2 separate regions of the Rattus norvegicus genome follow, and region 2 is linked to region 1. A link is a contact called in public Hi-C data. All regions are on one chromosome and are shown on one strand. Each heading gives the region's core, a stretch centred on a gene start, on an enhancer-like site or on the middle of the called end of the contact. The rest is flanking DNA. Distances are from core to core; before and after follow the strand shown. Region 1 has its middle 19 kb from the start of Reg4. Region 2 holds the start of Hmgcs2 (3-hydroxy-3-methylglutaryl-CoA synthase 2).

The links. Hi-C and Micro-C count contacts between places; a contact is called where the count stands out from the background.
Region 2: a contact with region 1 is called in a Hi-C map of liver, with 2.7 times the contacts expected there. The contact joins the promoter of Hmgcs2 here to the enhancer-like site in region 1. A contact is called at or near these places in 3 of 12 Hi-C or Micro-C datasets (hepatocytes, kidney and liver).

What each region holds. Positions count from the first base shown.
Region 1 is chr2:188,524,689-188,529,308 of GRCr8, reverse strand. No RefSeq gene overlaps it. Among named protein-coding and RNA genes, the nearest start is that of Reg4, 19 kb to the right of the region's middle. Within about 2 kb of position 2,323, at least 3 of the 93 cell types and tissues checked have an H3K27ac peak or open chromatin away from gene starts, as enhancers often do. A contact at or near this core is called in hepatocytes and liver, where this site is marked.
Region 2 is chr2:188,562,427-188,567,046 of GRCr8, reverse strand. It overlaps Hmgcs2 (3-hydroxy-3-methylglutaryl-CoA synthase 2), which reads right to left and starts at 2,675. Exons shown (of 10, transcript NM_173094.2): 1 at 2,541-2,675. The coding sequence starts at 2,644.

The sequences.
Region 1 (4,620 bases), core at 1,074-3,573:
CTCTGAGATTGTTTTATTTGCTGATAAAAAGCTGTTTCTAGTTGTGGTGTGGTTTAGCCTTAGCACACACCTTTAATCTCTCTGGTTGGAATACAGACCTTAGTACACACTTCAATCCCAAACAATGAAGTTAAAATTAGTTTGTAGAAGGAAGCAACCATATTTAAAAGTGATGTCTAGGGATTGGGGATTTAGCTCAGTGGTAGAGCACTTGCCTAGCACGCACAAGGCCCTGGGTTTCGGTCCTCAGCTCCGAAAAAAAAAAAGAGAGACAAAATAATAAAAGTGATGTCTAATTGAGGGACAGACAAAGCGACAAATCAGAGAACGATTTGATGTAATAGGATATACCCAACTCTCATGAGAAGAAAGAGGAAAGAGGCTACGGGGGTGGGGGGAGCAGAGCAGGGAGGGAAGGAAGGAAGGAAGGAAGGAAGGAAGGAAGGAAGGAAGGAAGGAAGGAAGGCAGGCAGGCAGGCAGGCGACAGTTTTATAGAGATAGGTTAAAGAGACACAGGTGAAGACAGAATGACCAGAGACTGAATAGGAGACAGAACATTAGAACAAATTGCCAGAGTTAGTTGGAAACCAAGCAGAGCAATTCAGGAGAGGCCTAGAGAAAAGCCAGGTTGGATCATTCAGCTTGGAGAGGAGTTTGAGCCAAAACAACTGAGTTGAATCAGCCAGCCAGAGTTCAGAGCTAGGAAGGGGTGAGCTTACTCAACAGTGAGTATCAGAGGCTGAAACATTCTAGGCCTAGCTAAGGTTGTATGGATGCTAGGAGCTTCCAGGAGTAGGCCTACGTTAGCAGAATGAGGCAGTGAGCCCCAGACAACAATTACAACAGGAGAATGAAAGTTGATTTTGCATTCTTGGTTTGGGTAGCAGAGCACAGAGTGGACACCATGCGTCCACAATGCATTTCACTGAGTAAGGAATTATTTTTTGTTTTCCCTCCTTGTTCACTTAAGAAATTCTTCTTGGGTGTTTACTTGCTATTTATTTATTTAATCATTCTTTTGTTTGCTTTTGCTTTTTGAGACAGGGTCTCGAATTGTTGCTCTGGCTTGCCTGGAACTTGCAATGCAGATCAGACAGGTTCAAATTCCTAGAGATCTCCTTAGTGCTGGGACAAAAAAGTGTGCACCACTACACACAGCTATCATATATATGCCAATACCTTTTATTATTGTAACACCTACTCATACGTGTGTGAGAACTCAATTTTAATGGCTAAAGTACACCTCAATGAAAATGTAGGCTATGTCTGTATCACACCTTTCTGGGTTACCCAACTCTAGACCAGTTAGACATTGTTTACTTCTAAACTCAAGATAGTGTGTGTGCGTGGACAGTGAAACCAACAAACTAGAACGCTCCATGAGTGGGAAGACAGTTTATTGGAGATATGAGACTTCTGCAGGGCTATCTCTCTGTGGTAGAGAATGGCCAGAGGCATTTGGGGGTGTCCAAAGCTGCCGTGGCTGCCTCTCAGGGGCATGGAAGGTAGCAAAAAGGCAGGGGAGAGCCCTGCCAGCTATAAAGAGAGCAGGAAGCTTCCGGGAGGCAGATGTGCTAGCCATCAAAGTTTGGGAGCTACATGGGGTTTTGAGTATGTGCTAGTGGGGAGCAGATGCTCCATTTGTCAGAGGTAGGGGAAGATGAGGGAAGTGGCTCTTCCAGGCAGGCAGAAACCGGTTCCACAGGTTCCTGAGGGATGCTGAATATAATCCTGTATCTATCAGTAATCCTTCTGTTTCAGTGATACTTAGAGGTTTGGAGTTCTGGACCTAACAGACAGGGAGGTGGTTGGATTGACAGAGTACTTGCTACTCAAACATTAGGACCTGAGTTCAGATCCCAGGCCTGGCCTTGTGTGTCAGTAGTCCCAGCAGGGAGGAGGCAGAACGAAGCAGGCGAATTGCTAAAGCTTTTTGGTCAGACTTTCTAACTAAATTTGCTCAGCGGAGACCCTGCATCAGAAAAGAAGGTGATTGAAAATGGTCTCCGACATTGACCCTGGCCTCCACACCTACATACCCATGGATACACTTACAAAACAAATAAATACAATGTAACATTTAAAAATAGCAACATGGAGCAGTCAGTCAGCAGGATATTTGCTATTCTGTAATGATGTATTCCAGAACCTAAAGAGGCTCTAATTCTAATCCACTCACAAGTTTCGCTTCTGCCTGCAGATTCCTCTTTGTGTGAACTTTGTTCCTAAATCTACCTTTCCAGCTGCCTTCATGGGGCCCTCTGGCTGCAGGATGGGATATTGATCTTGGTCATAAACTCTACTTTTGAGGCCTGTTTACACATCTATATTTGTCTGTCCCCTGACTGCAAACAGCCTGGTCTGCCCTCCAGCCGGACACACGGGTGTGGCTATAGTGCACATTCTTCTATTTTTATTTTCACTGTTATTGTTTTTGAAGCAGTCCCAGTGACCTCAGAGGCTGACCCTGACTTAGGGAACTATATGATCCAGATACAAGTTGAACAAAAGAGTGAGTTGTTCATTCTAGGGTTATCGGCTCGTCCCCATGGACAAAGGTCAGCAGACCTACTTTGTTTGGCTCATACTTAGTTGAAAGAAATGAATTCGAATGCCAAAGTCCTAATTGCCTTGCATTGAATCACTTCACTTATCCACGTTGAACTAGACCTTGAAGCGTTAGTTCAAGGGTCTCATCCGGTAAAGAATTGAAGTCTGGCAGACAAGCATACATTGAGTTAACAAATAGTTAAAATGGCAATGAGACTTAGGCAGAGGCCAGGTGCTCTAGAAGCTAGGAGCAAAAGGCTAGTGGCACCAGAAAGTCTCCTGGGGAAGGGAGTCACCTCACCGGAGATCTCAACAACAAATGAAAGTGTCCTATGGGGTGTTGGGAAGATGGCTTGGTAGTTGAGAGAGCATAGTGCTCTTGCAGAGGGCTCAAGTCTGCCTCCCAACACCCAAGTCAGGCTGCCTTTAACTCTTGCTCCACAGGATCTGACACCTTCTTCTGGATTTTGCAAGTATCTGCAGCTACCTGTGCACAGATACATACATATACAGATCACTTCAAACAAAACAAACAACAAACAAACAAACAAAGACCTCGAGGCCGGTCTGCCTCCCTGCCACACAGCTTAGACAGGCAGAGGACACACAGAGGTCTGCCTATCACCGCGACATACAGCGCAGGCAAGTACAGGACAGCTAGAGGCCTGCCTGCTGCATGGACTACCCACAATGGAAGTCACTGCACTGTACAAGTGTGTGGTGGACAGATAGGCGAGAAAGAGAAGCAGAACAATTTGAGCATTATGGAGAGGTGGAACTGTGGAGATGTGAGGGATGGGGTGGAATAGCTTGATGTGAGTAGCCTGCCCTGCCATCTGAGGCCATGGTGAAATAGCAGCCCATGCTGCTGTTGAAGATCCTGTCAGGGTCCACGGCCACGCAGACGGTCTGTGTTGATGCCTGAGGCTCCTATTACCACTAAAGACCATGCAGACTTCCAGGCAGTCTCCTGGAACCATGAAGATATCCAAGAAGATATCTGTGAAAAGCTGGCCCTGCCCCTCATTGGCAGCTAAACTCTAGAGAGCAGGTCCTACACCTTGCCTGGGCAGCACAGTAGAGCTGGCCCTGGTTTGCGTGTGTTAGGGGTTGGGGGTGAGTCTGCCCAAGGTCATGAGCGTGGGAAAGCTGGCCCCACTACTACTCTGAGGTGAGCAGGGGTGATGCTCTCCCCCTGCTTTGCCCCTTGCCACCTGCGGCAGAGAGAGATGGCCCTGGGGTGGTGAGAGCCTGAGAGCTGGCCCTGCCCCTCACCAACTGCAGCAGTCAGGAGAGTGGTCCTTGCACCTCAGCTGGGCAGCACAGTAGAGCTGGCTCTATGAGTGTGGGTGCAGGGGAGCTGCCCCAAAGGTGTGAGAACAGAGGAGTTGATCCTGCTCCCTGCCAGCTACAGTATTGTGTGAGCCAGCCTGGGCAGTGCTGGGGAGCTGGCGGGCTGACTAGCTCAGCTGCCACCCAGGCCCGGATCCAGGCCTTTGAGTTGGTTTGTCCCAACCATAGCGATTCATACAGGAGTTGCTGGAGCATATGAAGGGCCTGCAAATCCAAAGCTGCAGGATCTCCATGACACAGGGCAATAAAAAGGATAACCAGGAGGACTCCCAGTAAGTCCCAAGTTGATGGTGTGGCAGAAGCCAGAGCTTGAATCAGGCCAATGATGCATTGTGGTGAATGTTTGCAAGTAAAGATGTGTGGACAAAAGGTTTACTGTGGGACACACTGCCACACTACAACTTCCAGGACAAGATGTTTTCTATACTCTGTTTTGTTGTTGTTTTTAAACTTTTGTTCTTTATTTTCTTTTTGCAGGGAGGTTTCAAGGTCAGAGGGTGGATATGAAGGGACAGGGAGATGAGTGGAACTGGGGTGTATGATATTAAACAAATAATAAAAAGTTAAAAACATAAAAAAATCTGAAGCCCCTTTTTCAAGGAACTTATGTTAGTAATCATAATGGGTTTGATGACAGAGAAAACGATTGGTCGGCTGCTCTCTCACTTTTTCTTTGGGAGATTTGAAGTTAGACTTCTTAGGACTCAGAAAGCACA
Region 2 (4,620 bases), core at 1,426-3,925, 37 kb before region 1:
GAGTTTCAAAGAAAAGAAGGCAAGGCTGTCAACATCCTTAGTGGGTGAGGAAAGAAATGAGCACACACATACCCCAACTACAAAGACTGGTGAGGGAGGAGGTTATACCATGAAAGAGAGACAGGCAAAATCATTGAGTTCAAAGGAAGCAGACAATCTCTGGGATGGATGGATAAGGAGGGCCTCATGGGAGAGGCTGAATTTAAGGTCAGACTTCTTTATTTGTTTTCATTTTTAAAAAAAAAAATGTTGTTGAGAGGCACATGTGCCATAGCAACTAGAAGACAAATTTCTCTCCTTCTACCGTGTACACTCTGGGTGTTGAACTTAAGTCCTCAGGCTTGGCAGCAAGCACCTTTACCCAATGAGCCATCTCGCCAGCCCCTGAGGTCAAATTTTTTTTAAAGATTTACTTATTTATTATATATAAGTACCCTGTAGCTGTCTTCAGACACACCAGAAGAGGGCATCGGATCCCATTACAGATGGCTGAGAGCCACCATGTGGTTGTTGCAATTTGAACTCAGGACCTTTGGAAGAGCAGTCAGTGCTCTTAACCACTGAGCCATCTCACCCCACCCCCACCCCCACCCCCAGATCAATCTTGACTGACAGATGAGTAGTTTTCTGTTGCTGAAGGACTGGAGGGGGGTGAAGGGGCCGTGGCCATGGTGGGGATGCATGAGCAAGGTAGGGAACCTTCACTGAGGAGAGTGTGCAGGGAGCAGGGAGATTTAAGGTGAGAAACACTGAGTCCTGGATACTTAATATCAGGGCGGGGAAGCAGATGGTGAGTCTGGGGTGGACTGAAAGCAGATGTGGATTGCATTACAGAGGTAGAACCCTAAAGCAACAGTTCTCAACCTGTGGGTCTTGATGTCTTTGAGGGTTGTATATCAGATATTCACGTTATAGTTCATAACAGTAAAAAAAAAACTGCAGTTACCAAGTAGCAATGAAGTTATGGTTGGGGGTCAGCACACCATGAGGAACTGCATTGAGGGTCTCATCATCAGGAAGGTTGAGAACCACTGCTTGAGAACACAGGTGACCTATAAGGAACTTTAGTAGTTCAGGCAGCGAGCACTGGGGTTAACCCTGAGGGCACCAGACAGGAAATGTGAGCAAGAATTCAAGAGCATGAACCAAAGAAGTCCGAGTTGTGAGGATGGAGGCTTGCCTCTTGGGCAGTGGCCTACTGTTGCATCGGAAGGTTTGGGCCAGGCGTGGTGGTACATACCTCTACTAGGATTATTCCCAGAGTTCTGGAGGCAGAGGCTGGTGGATCTTTATGAGTTCAAGGCCAACCTGGTCAACATCATGAGTTCTAGATCAGCCAAGACATAAAGGAACTGTCTCAAAAGGGGGGGGTACTGGGGACTGGTCACCCTTGTCCAGCCATGAAATAAGTAAACCATGTCCACAGCTTCCTCATAAATAGAGAGGAAGCAAGCTAGAATCGAAGCCTGAACCTTCAAATGAAATTCAGTGGTTTTGTAAAGGGTGGGAAAGAGGAGATGGCGGTGGAGCTATGAAGAAAATCAGGAGGTTAAAGGGCACTGCCCCTTCCCCCCCACACACACACACCTATACCCAGGCTTCCAGGAGAGCAGGCAAGGGAGGAAACAATAGCAAAGTGTTTTCCTAAAAATTCAGTATTCGTGGGTATAAGTGGAAAGGAAGCCTCAGGACTCTGAGCTCATTGGACAGAGAGCAAAAGAGAAAAAATAATACCCAGGAAGCTGGGAGCCTGAAGCTTGAAGCCCAGATGTGTCCCATCAACTCTGGGCGACCACAGTCACTTGGACCAGACTGAAGGGTGTTTACAGAGAAAGAAGGCATGCGTGTTTTTCTTTCACAAGTACATGTATCCACTCCTGCACACACACACACACACACACACACACACACACACACACACACACACACACAGAGTGAGAAGCATACACACAATTTTTATATTTCATCTCAGAAAACCGAAACACAGAGAAACACAGCTTCTTCTCTTTGGTCCATTCTAGATCATGCCACAGCGAACTAAACCAGGCAGTTAAACTACAGCTGCAGCTGCAGGATCCTGAGGTCTGCTGCAGACTGTAGCTGGCCGAGGAAAGGATGCTGCTTTGCCTAAGCCAGGTGCACCAGAGGCTTAAATGGTTCTCAACCTGTGTGTCCTGCCCCCTTTGGGTCAATTTGTAACAATTAAAATACATCTTGCACATCAGATATTTACACTATGATTTATAACAGTACAAAACTAATATGAAGCAGCAATGAAAATAATATTATGGCTGGGGTCACCACAGCTTGAAGGACTGTATTAAAGGGTTGCAGCGATAGGAAGGTTGAGAACCTGTGGCTTAGACACTTCCAGCTCAACAGATGACAGGCACTGTCTAGAAACGAGGCTCACTTGTTTGTAAGTGAACACAAGCCCTGCCAGGTTTTGACTAAGTTTCTAGTGAGTTCTCCAGCAGGTCCACTGACTGCTTTTTACTGGTTCTCAGGGTGCTTGTCCCAGAGTGATCTATGCAACTCACCTCTGCTGGGCTGCGGGGAGCAGGTGAGCGGGTGAGAGCGAAGATTCCTGCATCACTCTCTTCACTTGCAGGACCCGCCTTGCTGGAGCCAAAAGCCGCTGCATCTCTAAGGTATCAACAGAAAGCCAGCAGTCCACAGCCCCCGGGAGAGATGCCCAGAGACTGTGGGTTGGGCTTTATAAGACTCCAGCCTCTGCAAGCCCCGCCTCCACTTAGCGAGGCCTCTGCCTGCCTCAGAAAAACTGGGCCAAAGGTCTCAGAACAAGTCAAAGGAAAACATCATGTCTAACATGTACATAGCTGCTCTGTTCCTGGCTGGTATCTAGCTGGCTGGCTCTGAGACTTCCTTGTTAGCCTTATTTTTGGCTAGCCATGCAAGCTTGCATGCTCCTTCTGACACACCCAACAATCAACAATCCCCCAACTGGTCTTCCCAGGCCCCGACTCCCCTGCCCAGTGGCTGTTCCTAACTTCTAAGCACTTGTACTGCCTGGTGGTGTTCTTACCATTTTTATAACAAGCAGCTTTCAAAACCAAAAAGTGACCACCCTCTCCCCCTGCCCTCCCACCTCACCTGCAATCCCCGTTCTTCCTATGTAGCCCAGGTTGGCCAGTGTCCCTTCCTCGGCCTTCGTGAGCACTGCGATTACTGGTATAATCTTTTAATGCCAGCATTTCAAGCAGTTGAGAGTAGGTGTTGACGCACATCTGAGGGGCTGGCTGGCTTTGGTCTGTAGAGCTGGCTGCTTTCTTCTTATCTTTATTGTCGGTCATTAGGCTTACACACAACTTCCAAGGGGGACACAGCTGACACTGTATACGCAGGAGCTTAGAGAAGACAGGGAGGACAGAGTAACTTGTCCATGTCTGCAAAGAGCTGTGTCTACAAAGAAAGCTGCAGAGTGGGGATCCTTCTGGGTCTTTTGACTCCTGACTCCGGACTGCACATGCAAGTGTGAGCCTATGTGTATGCATCTGTGGCTGCCAGGGGCTGGTGTCAATGCCATCCTCTATCACTCTCAACCTTAGTTTTCGAGTTGGTGTGGATCTCTCCCTCTGAACCCGGAGCTTGACTATTGGGCTGGCCAAAGGGCTCCTAAGGTCTGTCTGTCTCTGCGGCTCCAGAGCTGGGGTACAGGTTGTGCTTTCACACGGGTGTGGGGTTCCAAACTCAGGTGCCGTGATTTCACTGTATCCACTGAGTGACCCGTCCAGCTCCTCTGCTGCTTCCTAAGACAAAAGTTCCCACCATCCGACATTCCAGGCGAGGAGGGCCTCGCACTCCTCACGTGGCAAGCTTCTATGTCTCACGACGATCGATGGGGCATTCACTCAGCAGTTGAAGCATTAACCCTGCTATCTAATGCAACTCCATGAAAGAATCGCAAGAACCAGGGTAGATCTTGGTTTATTCATTTCCCAGAAGCCAGAAGCTCCAGATATCTCCCCAAATCTGAGGCTCCCTGGTCTTCCATCATCTTTATGTCTTTGTCGCCATACTGTTGAATCCAGCTAGACTGCAGCTAAGGCCATGCCTACCTGAAGCAGCCTCTTTGTGGCAAGGCCCCTACTGAAAGCCTGTCTGTGGCTCTCCAAACCCTTAACAGACTCCCCCTGGGATCTAGATTCCAGGAGAACAACAAGGTCTGTTTTCAGTTCCACAAAGAAGTTTACAGAGCTCAGCTTGCCAGACTCATGGACATGAGAGGCAACCCCCCCTTGCAGCCTATAATCGCTGCACCTCAGCTAGATGAGCTCCTCCTCCTTACTTCCTCCATATCGGCAGGCTCAAACATTCATCTTGGTATACGTCTCTTCTAACTCACTCTCCACCTACTGCTCCTGCCCGTCCACTGAGCCTTCTGCAGAGTTCTGTCATCAAGAAGATTCTTTATTGCCGTCTTTCCTCTGAGTGTCCTTTGTTAATTGTCTGGGAGCTGGGGAGTGCCATGGATGAATCAGGCGGCATTCTTATGGCTCTTTCAAAGTGTGGTTTTGATCTTTTCCTTCCCCAGGATCCCCTCCTCAGGTCACCCATACCCACGGCTCTTTAGTGCTTCTTGGTTCTTCGCTGATACCT